4 separate regions of the Mus musculus genome follow, and regions 1, 3 and 4 are each linked to region 2. A link is a contact called in public ChIA-PET and HiChIP or PLAC-seq data. All regions are on one chromosome and are shown on one strand. Each heading gives the region's core, a stretch centred on a gene start, on an enhancer-like site or on the middle of the called end of the contact. The rest is flanking DNA. Distances are from core to core; before and after follow the strand shown. Region 1 overlaps Sorl1 (sortilin-related receptor, LDLR class A repeats-containing). Region 2 holds the start of Sc5d (sterol-C5-desaturase). Region 3 overlaps Sorl1 (sortilin-related receptor, LDLR class A repeats-containing). Region 4 overlaps Tbcel (tubulin folding cofactor E-like).

What was found. ChIA-PET counts read pairs in DNA pulled down with a chosen protein or histone mark. HiChIP or PLAC-seq counts read pairs in DNA pulled down with a chosen protein or histone mark.
Region 1: a contact with region 2 is called in an RNA polymerase II ChIA-PET map of memory CD8 T cells, with 740 read pairs. The contact joins the enhancer-like site here to the promoter of Sc5d in region 2. A contact is called at or near these places in 3 of 39 promoter capture datasets (embryonic stem cells, frontonasal cranial neural crest and hippocampal neurons), 3 of 484 Hi-C or Micro-C datasets (CD4 T cells, Th2 cells and nephron progenitors), 9 of 115 datasets of contacts at active chromatin or transcription factors (CD8 T cells, bone marrow-derived macrophages, effector CD8 T cells and 4 more) and 3 of 9 other capture datasets (adipose tissue, bone marrow-derived macrophages and liver).
Region 3: an H3K4me3 HiChIP or PLAC-seq map of forebrain shows a contact between it and region 2, with 4 times the contacts expected there. The contact joins the enhancer-like site here to the promoter of Sc5d in region 2. A contact is called at or near these places in 4 of 39 promoter capture datasets (hematopoietic stem and progenitor cells, hippocampal neurons, pre-B cells and 1 more), 5 of 484 Hi-C or Micro-C datasets (B cells, bone marrow-derived macrophages, group 2 innate lymphoid cells and 2 more), 23 of 115 datasets of contacts at active chromatin or transcription factors (the 230-238 cell line, bone marrow-derived macrophages, craniofacial prominence and 17 more) and 3 of 9 other capture datasets (adipose tissue, liver and pancreatic islet).
Region 4: a contact with region 2 is called in an RNA polymerase II ChIA-PET map of memory CD8 T cells, with 19 read pairs. The contact joins the enhancer-like site here to the promoter of Sc5d in region 2. A contact is called at or near these places in 2 of 39 promoter capture datasets (both in liver), 1 of 484 Hi-C or Micro-C datasets (CD4 T cells), 2 of 115 datasets of contacts at active chromatin or transcription factors (embryonic stem cells and memory CD8 T cells) and 2 of 9 other capture datasets (adipose tissue and liver).

Annotation. Positions count from the first base shown.
Region 1 is chr9:42,107,445-42,110,144 of GRCm38.p6, forward strand. The region is part of intron 1 of Sorl1 (sortilin-related receptor, LDLR class A repeats-containing); the gene reads right to left. Among named protein-coding and RNA genes, the nearest start is that of Sorl1, 16 kb to the right of the region's middle. Within about 2 kb of position 1,282, at least 174 of the 459 cell types and tissues checked have an H3K27ac peak or open chromatin away from gene starts, as enhancers often do. A contact at or near this core is called in CD8 T cells, Th2 cells, adipose tissue and 4 more, where this site is marked.
Region 2 is chr9:42,262,866-42,265,748 of GRCm38.p6, forward strand. It overlaps Sc5d (sterol-C5-desaturase), which reads right to left and starts at 1,435. Exons shown (of 6, transcript NM_172769.2): 1 at 1,341-1,435.
Region 3 is chr9:42,038,438-42,041,247 of GRCm38.p6, forward strand. It overlaps Sorl1 (sortilin-related receptor, LDLR class A repeats-containing), which reads right to left. Exons shown (of 48, transcript NM_011436.4): 16 at 2,556-2,641. It overlaps Gm16214 (predicted gene 16214), which reads left to right. Exons shown (of 5, transcript NR_165259.1): 5 at 1-519. Among named protein-coding and RNA genes, the nearest start is that of Gm16214, 17 kb to the left of the region's middle. Within about 2 kb of position 1,319, at least 44 of the 459 cell types and tissues checked have an H3K27ac peak or open chromatin away from gene starts, as enhancers often do. A contact at or near this core is called in double positive thymocytes, embryonic basal ganglia, forebrain and 2 more, where this site is marked.
Region 4 is chr9:42,426,731-42,429,481 of GRCm38.p6, forward strand. All of the region lies in intron 7 of Tbcel (tubulin folding cofactor E-like), which reads right to left. Among named protein-coding and RNA genes, the nearest start is that of Tecta, 28 kb to the left of the region's middle. Within about 2 kb of position 1,466, at least 81 of the 459 cell types and tissues checked have an H3K27ac peak or open chromatin away from gene starts, as enhancers often do. A contact at or near this core is called in adipose tissue and memory CD8 T cells, where this site is marked.

The DNA.
Region 1 (2,700 bases), core at 32-2,531, 160 kb before region 2:
GAAACATCTTCACACTGTACCTCGGGAACACGGGCCAGTGGTATGCCAATTAAAAAACAACTTAAAGTATTTTTCAAAATTTCACAGGCCAAAAGGTCACATGCTTTTTGAGCTTCATGCTAAACCAGTGTTTCGTGGCAGGGAGACATCACTGCTCCACGTCAGCTAAGCATGAGAGGCGAAAGGAAGGCTGCCTTATGCAGTCTCTCTACTTTTCCTTGTTATTTGTTTAAGACAGGGTCTCATTAGGTAGCCTTAGTGATCATGATCCTCCTGCCTCAGTGCTAAGAGAGATAACAATGTGTCACATTTATTTCCCTTTTAATGTCTCAAATGAGGAAACCTTTCTCAGATCTGAACAAAAGTAGCCTTTTAGATTACTGCTAACAGAAGTCCCCAGACTTGCAATTTTGTAAACCAGCAAAATTAAAAAAAGAATATATAAGCCAACCAACCAAGGACTAGGTAGCCATTTCTGTGGCTAAGCCACCATGTCGCAGCTTGACCACCTACTCTCTTGATATACTTTCTGAAGTCACCATAGACTCTTCTTCTCCAGCCTGAGACAGCAAAGGTGTATCCCAGGAACAGAGTTCTAGACAGAAGACTTTAAGAGATGATCCATAGGACCACTCTACCCTGGACCATGCACAATTCTGTTTTCTTCCCCCATCCACAGGTGGCAACTCCGGATCCTAATGGCCCAGATGCAAGCAGAGAAACAGGGTAGAAAGATCCTGGGTTCCTGATTGATAGGCCTGCCGCTGATCCAGGAACACTCCCTCTGAACTGATTAGAATTGAGAGCTATCCTGACGCTAGAAAGCTTTCAGCGTCTGTCTGTAGAAACTGAGGAAGGCTATAAGGGGAATAAAGAGCCCTTTGTTCCTTCAGCTCGATCTTGCCTCATGGGCCTAGCTGTGTGGCCTTTTCTCCTTTCCCTATTGTGGCTGTGGCTACCACTCTGAGCACACGTGTTCTCGACTTAGTTGCCATGCACTGACAGACATCAGCTCCAAGATGACTCACTTTCCAGAACACTTGAGCTCTACTCAACCTGTGGGGACACCGACAAGCTCTGGTGCATCACTGAGAAGCTGAACAAGGCCTCCCCAAACCCAGAGCTCCTGCAGAGTTGTCTGAAATAAGCCTTGTCTGCTGCCAGCCTCCTGAGTCATCTCAAACCCACAGGCTTGGAGGCGGAGCTTTAGGGACTCAGAGCCTGCCTCTGAAGCCAGAGAGCTCACCTGCCCGGCCCTAGCACCACTCTAGAACTAAGGAAAAGTTCAAGTTGAGTGGGCCCACACTTCTTTCTGCAGAGCTCTGGCAGAAAACCTGCCCCTCTTCACAGCTCCACCCTCTTCCTTTCCCTTCTTCCTCCACCCTTGTATCTCCCCACCCACTCCGTAGGGGTGCTCTCAGATGTCACAAGGGAGAAGAAAAACACCTGGGCCACAAACTTGGCAGCCAGCCCCACCAAGAAGCTAACTAACCTGCAAAGGCCCTGCTTTGGATTTGAGGCACCTGCATCTAATTTGATCCAAGAACCAAACACTAAAAACTACCTGAAGAGAGACGGCTTCAAATAAAAAGAGATGATAATATATATATATATGTATACATCTCATTACCAGTAGATAAGTCCAGGCAAGCATCAACAGAAACATGCAAATCAAAAACAAATAAATTATTTAACTCAAAAAAAATAATAATAAAACCAGCTAAGGGACTCCCCCACCTCCTCCTGCCCCCAAGAGTCAAACTTTACTGTTACTTTCTTTCCCTTCCCCTCCCTTCCAACCTAGGCTTCCAGGAAGAAACTGGGAATACTGCTGGATCAGAAGCCCACCAACACAGACACCTCAGACACTCGGGCTAAAACCCTCTCTCGCCTACAAAACCATCTGCACCCTAGGAACAAACAAGACACCTATGTAAATGACACTCAGAAAGGGGTTAGGAACCTAGGGGAATCACCGGAAGTTCACCAGAGGTCAGAGATAAAAAGGCCCACCTGTACTCAACCTGGCCATCCTCAAAAGTGGGCGAAGCCCTCCCTCTGGCAGGTTAACAATCAGAGGACACGTTGAACAGGCTACAAAGTGTTACAGGATCAGAGTGGGGAGGAGGTCTGACAACACTTGCTGGGGTCTTTGTAGCAGAGAGCATAGGTTTCGTTAACTGATCCTAAGGGGTGAGGGATAAAATGGGCACAAAAGAGAGGCATCAAAATATTCCAGGGTATTCTTATAAAGAGAGCCTCTGAGGGGAAGAGCAAACTCAGTGGAACTTTTTTTTTTAAAGCCTTTTCTATCTGATGTCCCCTTTATCCCTAAGAGCAGACTGGAAAAGGGCAGCCCAGCAAGGTGAAAGAGAAGGCTCCCTGACAAGCAAAGGCTTGTCCAAGGGTCACCAGGCACTCACACAAACAGTTCAGTTCCTTGCCTTGGCAGAGATGTCAAGCATATCCAGTCATGAGAATACCTCCCTGGTGAGTCACCACTAATCTTCAAGGCAGCCCAGGTGCCCATCCCCCCACGCCCAAAGCACAGGACCCAAATCAGTAGCAGGAATCGATGCACCCCAAGGACAGTCAAGGGAGCCAGGAGAGGAAGGTCAGCACACCATAAATTTTATTAAGATCATGACATGCAGTCTATTTTCCTCCTGTCCATAGCCGAACTACAGGAAAAGGCAGGAT
Region 2 (2,883 bases), core at 185-2,684:
AGTCAAAGACAGCTCATGGACTCTAAGATAATTAGGCATTATTGCTTGAAATGTAAGTTTACGTTAAATAGTATACTGCTTTGGCAGAAAAAAAACCCACAATTTTTGACTTTAAAACATGGTTATCAATTAAATGGGCCTGGGGTATAATTCAGGGATATTCCTTTGGTGTAGTATGTCCAAAGCCTTGGTTCCTATCCCAGCATCAGATAAATAAGTAAACATATATAAATCCACTATTATACTTAAATGACTTAAAACTATTATATTTTTCTTAACTGAAAAAAGTACAGGAACAATAACTAGCCATTTATATATTTAAAAAATACTACATATTATTTTAAGCACTCCACCCCTCCCCCCTTTGGCTATGTGGCCTGGAACTTGCATTCTCCTGCTTCAGTCTCCAAAGCTCTTGGATGCTCTGCAGTACCTCTCATCCGGCCTTTACACATCTGGAGGAGTGATGGAGAGATTCTCCCATCTAATTCTCACAAGTCTATAACGTGTGTCCGCGTATAATCTTAATAAACAGGACAGTGAAGGCGCAATGCCTTAAACAGCTTTGTTCTGTAAGGAGCAGTCGATGTGTAAAGCCTACACAAAAAGTTCTACACAGCATTACTTCCCTAGAGTCACAAATACAGATGGGGAATTCTGAGTTCTCCACGTTCATTATATTACAGGATGAATGCAAAAGTCCGTAAGACAGTAAGGGTCAGAAGGTAAGCACTTTAACACAACTAATGAAAATGCAAACTCAACTAACACAAAATAGTCAAATAACTTCGCTGCCGCCGAGATATTGTTTCCACTTGTACCACCTCCCAATTTACTCGGCAATAAGAAGGGATGCCAGTATGAGTGACTTCTTAACGATGCTTAAAGTGTGCACGCTACAGCGTATGGTCTTCAGAAAGGCAGGGAGTGACGGCCCACCACCCTCCCTAGGCCTCAATCGGACGCTGGTTCGCAACCTGGTACCTTCTCCAGGAAGTGCCGGTGGCAAAGCAAATCACCAGCTTTTCCCACCTCACCCTGGATGTGGGGTTCACAGTAGGCAGGCAACCTCTAGCACTGGCAGGGACCCAGCTTTACCGGGCCAGGGTCCTTCCCCGCTCCCATATAACCTTATCCCCATCGCAGGCCCCGGGGACCAAGGTGTCCGCCAGGCCAGACCCCCACCCCCACCCCCACCCCCCCATGCCACCTGCGCTTTAGCAGGGACGGCCACACGGGTGCGGCGGATGCCGTACCGGCGCCGGGCACCCGGGGATCCTCGCGACCGCCCGCGGGTCCTCCCACTCGCGGCTGTCCAGCTGCCAGCGCACGGAACCTACCTGCCAGGCCCAGCAGCTCCGTCAGCCGCGGCTTTACAGCCAGCGGAGAGTACGAGCCAGAGCGCCCGAGACACCGCCCGCTCAGCAGAGCCCCGCCCATGTGCAGGCAGCCGGCCAATCAGCAGCCGGCGCAATAAGCTGATGTGACGGCGGATCGCGCGACCTGGACCGGCGCGGTCGCGGCGGTCACGTGGTCGCCGCGTAGGCGTCCCGCGCTCCCCACGCCTCCCCGCACCCCCGAACCAGGTCCAGCACTCTGCCGGGACTATCCAGGCGCTTCATGATGCTGCTACGGGGCGGACGAAGCTTGCTTTCCTTCCCACTTTCTTCCCGCCCAGAAAGTTGACTAGAATCGTGCAAAGGACCCGGGATGAATGCAAAATGACAGCCTGAAGTAGGATTAATGACGCTTCCTTTGATGTTAATGGTGGAGTCTTTTGTCCCATTTTTGTGACTCAAACGTTCATCAATCCGCAGTTATTTGTCACTTCCCTGCAAGTCCTCTTATGCAGCGTTAAAATATGTAAATCGAAAGTTATGTGTAGCAGAGTAAATTTAAAAAGCAATTATTAATAGCGATAAAAATAGAGAAAGAGGTTATGATCTGGCCCAACTGGTTTACATAGGTAAAGATAGGGGTGGGGGAGGTGAACTTAAAGATCAAATTGGCTAATTATGACTCGGGAATGTAGACAGCAGCCCATTCTATAAAATACAAGAGCTCCCTAAGGTGAGCAGTAGGGATCAGCAGTATTGGCCAAAATGAAAAGAACCTAAGAAGAAGAAAGGCCCAAAAGACTAGTACTTCAGAGTTACTTCAGAGAGGATTGACCTGTCGTCTGTTTCTGGTATCAGGGTCCTACCAATTGATTAGTTTTGTTTTGTTTTTTTGTTTTGGTTAGAAGGAGCCAGGCATTTCAAAAGCCAGTTTGATTAAGTGATATATTGAGCATGAGAGACAGTTCTGGCCAGATCTGATCTTCCAGAGCTCTGAGGCAAAAGCCTAGTCCAAAATGACTCTATAAATTACACTTAACAAAGTGTGTTTGCCAGTGTTCTCTGGAGGAACAGAACTGATAAGATGAATACATACATAAAAAATTTATGAAACTAGCTTAAAGTAATAACAGTTGTCTCACCCCAGAAGAACTAAACCCCTAGTAGCTGTTCCATCCACGAGGCTGGTTACCTTGCCAGCCAGAGTAGTCCTATAATGGCTGTCTCACATTGGAAAAATGAACAGCCTGGTAGAGCGTCTGTCTACCAGGCTCAGTGCCACAGCAGTTCCTGTATACCTGGAGAGTCCCTGGCCTTCAGCCAACAATGGAAGTTTGGAAATAATAGTTTGGGTTTCACCAAAGACAGCAGCAGCAAGCAAGCTCAGCTGCCAGGGGAAGATGGAAGACCAAGCAAGCTAAAGGGATATCATACTCTCTCTACTCTGCTCCTGGGCCTATTGGCAGAAATGCTGCACGCGCTTAAGGTAGCTTCTTTGATATCAACAGAGACGATGAGGACCATGCGGCTCTCTGGTCAGTCGTTG
Region 3 (2,810 bases), core at 69-2,568, 220 kb before region 2:
GCAAACACAAATCCTTTGCTTCATGCTTGAATTGGTTGCTGCGATTTTGATTTTTTTTTTTTTGGTTTGTTTGCTTGTTATGTTTGTTTTCCCCTATCTTTCCCTCATCCTGTTAATTCACTTAATTCACATATGCATATAACCTGCTTTATAAGAACCTCAATACTGGGCTGGCAAGATGACTCAGCAGGTAAAGGTACTTGCTGCCAAGTCTGCAGAACTGTGTTCAATCTCTAGGAACCTACTCAGTGGAAGAAGAGAATCAACTCCCAGAAGTTGTCCTCTGACTTCTCCATCTCCACTCTGCTATACAAATGCAGTTCCCTTCCCCCACTCTGACACATACACACAAATAAATGTGATTTTTTTTAAAAAGTCTCCAATACTGACAACACATTGAAAACAAACCCTCTAAGTCAGGGTAGGCAAAACACTTATTTACTGTGTGGGATGTTCTGGACCTCGTCCCTAGCATGGCTCCTTGAAAGCTTTAAATAATAAATCTGTAAAAATCTTAAAGAGGGAAAAGTTTGTTCCTTTTTCTTTGTTTTTTCACCTTGCTTCAAAAATACTCAAGGTACCGCCACATGGCAACTAAATGCAGCCTTAGTGCTGGCACTAATTCCGAGGCAGAGGGCAGGAAGATGTAGGTCACACACAGGATGCAAGCCACATGCTGGGCGGTGAGATTTCTGACCCACATCCCTTGGCAGCACCCAGAACCCTCCCTGCGCCTTTGTTGCTTCTAAGAAGCTAGGGAGTGCCCTTCCAGCATCGTACAAGTGAAGCTAGGGTAGGAGATGGAGGTGGAATAGCATTGCAGGCTTTCACGTGTGGGCTCTACCCTAGACAAGGAACAGCAGGCTGGGCTGGTGCAGTCCTGCAAAAGCTCAGCCTAGGAAGATACATTGTTACAGTAATCATAAAGAAGATACATTGTTGCAGTAATCATAAAGAAGAAAAATCGCTGCATTTTAAAACTCCTTCCAGATGCCCACATTACCTCATCTCTGCAAAGATTACGGTATGGTTCCCATTAGGCCTAGAAAACGCCGCTTTCTCTGAGTACTTCCTTGCTTGCATTTAGGGGATGACTTATCCTAAATGAGACTTTTCTATTTCATCCCCTGCTCCCTCCTCTTCTGTCAGAAGAGAAAATAGCTTTCTTGTCTGTCCTGGTGGCTTTAAACAAACAATCATGTCCCTTGCTGAATTATCCCTGAAGTATTTATGAGAAAGCACGTACTCCAGGCCCTCAAGAGCACTCACTCAAACCCTCCTCGCCCAAGCCCTCGTCAGCGGCCCTCGTGAAGGGAGCACTGGAATATTATCTGCTCATTTGTAGGAATCTGCTGAATTAGTGGTTCTCTTTACGTCTCCACTGTGAGGTATGGTAATTACTCTGGTAATGATGGAAGATTAAATTAAGGGACTAATGAGCTTAGTAGCATCAGGGCACGCTGGCGAGCAGTGAGGGACAGGAAGCTCTGCTCTGCCTGCCTGTGGAAGATGAAGGCAGCATGCCTGGGTCATGATTGGTGTGGCTGGGTCCTGATTTTCTAGGAGCTCATGACACTTCCACCAAAACAGCACTGCTGATGGATGCCAGGGCCACATATTGACCTGACTGATAAGTCCTGGAAACCATGAAAGAAGAAAAAAGGCCAAGCAACCACTTTTTGTAGTGTGTGTGTGTGTGTGTGTGTGTGTGTGTATGATTGTGCATGTGTTTGCATATTTATGTATATGTATGTGTGTGCGGTATATGTGTGGTAATGTGTGGTATGTGTATGTGTGCATGAATGTGCACGTATGTGTAGATTTATGCACATGTATGTGTATAGTATATGTGTGGTGTGGTATGTATGTATGGTGTGGTGTGTGTGTAGTGGTAGGGGTGTGGGGTATGTGTGGTGTATTGTGGGAATATGCACTTGTATGCATATTTGTGTGTATTATGTGTGGTATATGCATGTATGTATACATGTGTGCATGTGTGTGGTGTATGTGTACATGTGTGCATGTGTGTGGTGTATGTGTACATGTGTGCATGTGTGTGGTGTATGTGTACATGTGTGCATGTGTGTGGTGTATGTGTACATGTGTGCATGTGTGTGGTGTATGTGTACATGTGTGCATGTACGTGTGCACATGTGTGCAAGTGGGTGAGTATGTGTGTGCATGTGTATGTGTGTGATATATGCATATGTTTGTATATGTATATGTTTATGTGCATGTGTGTAGATTCAACTATGTCAAACCAAGAGACACACCAAGGTCTGTGACTGCTCTTCAACCCCCAGTGCTCAGCACTCAATAGGTACCAAACAGACTGCCCTGCAAAGCCTGCCCTACCACCAAAAAATTTGCATTCCCTCAGAATGGCTTCACCTGCTTGTTAAGCTTCTCCTGTTAGGGAAGGAGGAGCCTTCATGATACCTAACCTCGGTGACTTCACCCCCACTAAGTAAGAAGAGCTACGTGTTTAACTGGATGAGACCAGAATGACCCAACCAGGTTTCAAGAAGGCAGAAGGAAGAGACCACCTCTCTTACCTGCAAGGGGACAGGGGACCAGCTCCCCTTCCAGCCGCGCTTCAACGTCTCCTCCACTGCACGTATCCCCAGAAATCTTCCGATAGCTGTTAACCCCCCACCAAAGCAAGACGTCAGAAACAAGGAGAGGATATCTGGGTCATGGAGGAGCCCCAGTTGAGCACATATTCCTGGCCACGGACAACAGAGTTGGAAGGATGGTGTTTAGTTGCTCTGAGTCGGTTTTGCACGAGGTTATTTAGAGCAGGCAGACCC
Region 4 (2,751 bases), core at 216-2,715, 160 kb after region 2:
GACAAAGCCTGCAGGTCACAGGGAAAGCTAACATTTCAGAGGGTCTCCGAGGAGCTGGGAGGAGAAAGCCCCTTTTGTCTCCCATCAGACTCCCAGATGAATGTGAGCAGTGCTGTGTCACCACCCTGACAGAGGATGATGGAGCTTGGCAATGCCGAGAACCCCAGGAGACCTGTGTCCAGGCGAAGAATGCTCTTCACAACAGCAGGTCCTCTGTGTGGAAGGAATATGAGGGAAGGGACACAGTGCGCTAGGATTCCTCCAGTGTTGGAGACAAAACGGGCCTTCATTGGGGTGGTGTCCAAATACAGCCTGCTGCCCTGCCTCACAATCACAGGAGATACAATCAACTCAGCTAAGAAGAGCCATGAGTCTCTAGCAGGAAAAGCCACTCTCCATACTTCACAAAGCATGCCGTTGGTGACACTAAGCAAGCACTCGAGGAACTGGGCGCCTAATCCTTGACATTCTAAAGAAGCTGTCCCAAGAGCTCAAGCATCCCTCAGGACACAGCTTTGGGGAGAGTGAAAGCAAAGCAAAGCTTAAGGAAGCTTTACCCCTGGTCTCTGACAGCAGCACTCCTCTGTCCACTGGTCCATCGGCACTGTCCTCTGGAACCATGGCTCTTATAACTCGTTTGATAAAGTTTGAAATTTTAAGGTCTCAAGAAAGGGACACCTCAAATCAGCTAGGTCACTCACTGCGCTCAAAATCAAGAAGCCACTGAACCCCCAAAGATACAATCAGGTTGAGATCCTAGAGGAACTTGCTTCCTTTTGTTTTTTCTCTCTTTAAAATTAAACAGGACTACATATTAGCTCAGCGCTAAAGAAGCAATTTACATCCAATCTCTCAGAGGAGATGGAGAGAGAAAGCAAAGGCAAGATGAAGGGAAACTCATAAACAGAAGCAGTGTGATTGGCATCAGTTAAGGGCAAAGCAGTAATGACACATGTGCTGGGCTTTAAGTGTGGAGGCTCCCGCCATCCTGAAAGATGGTTGCGTTGCCCTAGAGGGATCGTGACTGTAAATACTCAAAAACAAGCAGAAATGCGCAATGTGTTTCCCCAGGACTAAATTCTATAATTTAGCCCAAAGCAGGCATCCTCTTTCAGTGTCTAGAGTCAGCCTTGTTTCCTATAGTCTCAATGAGCAATTTGCTCTCCAGGTCTCTCTCAGGCCCTCCTTATAACCAGAACCCAAGCCCACCCTTTGAAATCCCCACAGCCCCCCATCAAACTTCCAGCAATTTCCTACCACAGTAAGAAAGAACAGCAAGTGCCACAGCCATGCTGTCTCCTCTCTTACCTCCACTACTTCCATTCAGAATAACCCCCTCACCTTGACCAGGCTAGCACAAATGCTTTCTAGGATAGGGCGGCCCTTTGCCTGACCTAACCGGCTTCCTCATGAGCACAGTCATATACTGAGCAGTGCTACACTGCCAGGCAACGTCTGGATCCTGGGGAGGAAGGAAGGCCCCGAACAGGAAACACTGCTGTTCCACCCAGCAGACAGTACCAAGTGTGGGAGGCGTGAAGACACTGACATACAAATGGACAGACAACACAATACAAATCAAGTCCAGTAATAGACAAGTGAGATCAAAGTGGGCTAAGGGAATAATAGGAGCCAAGGTATGCCATCTTAGCTAGGGGGTGCTGATGAAGAACCTCAAATAAGGTGAGAGCAAGAGAGAAAGCCACACAGGCAGCCTGCTTGGTGCAGTCCAAACTGCGAGAGAGCGCCAGAGCCTGAGGTGACAGAGAGCCAGCTGGTCACCAGCAAGCAGGTTCCTGCTTCTGTTGTTTGAAATATATAAACCTGACTTTGTGTTGGCTGCTGTAACATTAACAGAACAGGCAAGACAGTGTGAAGATTGGGACTTGAGAACGCAGCAGACGGAAGTTTGAAGCCATCTATGGAGTCTGTGAAAATCTAACTTCAAAAGAAAAAGAACCCAGATGGTCTCCACAGAGAACAGGGAGAAATAAACCCTGAGTGACTCCATCATTCTCAGAGCAGGAATGGAAGGGGCGAGGAGGGGGGAGGGGTGAGTGTGGAGGAAGACTGTGTGTGTGGAGAGGACGTCTGATCTCAGACACAGTTTCATCATCCAGGCGAGGTGTCAAGCTGACAACTGGAAACACCAGGTCAGGGTAATCCATCCCTGACCTGACCCTCAGTTACAGTCATTATTACATCTACTGTTTATTTATCATTACAATCACTGATTACAGCTACCCCACACAGGTGGCATCTAGAGCCATAGGAATGGCTATAAGTAAGAACTGGACAGGTGCAGGAAGAGGGGTGCAAGGAAGAAAGGCCTGGGAACTTAGTCTCTGGAAGTCAAGAGGTCAGGACCCAGCGAAGGAAAGGGTCTCCAGCTTAGCTCCAAAGCAAGCCTCTCACACACCGCAGTTTATCCCTGCACCCCCAGTTTCTAGTCCAGTGCAGTTTATCCCTGTACCCCCAGTTTCTAGTCCAGTGCCGTTTGGTTTATAGCAAGTTCTCAGTTAATAAGTTAAAATGTCCCCTGGACCCCAGCTAGGATCTAGAGTCAGTTCCTCGAAGTTCTCCTGGTGAAGCAGGAGAATCCCGTAACTGAAACATGATCCACCAGGAGAGGACATCTTTCCAGCCACCTGCAGCACACACTCGACTTACTATGAAACAGGACACCACTGCTCCAAGAGCCACTGGGAGACAAGGCACAGAGGAAGCCTATTGACCAGCAGAGCCAACTCA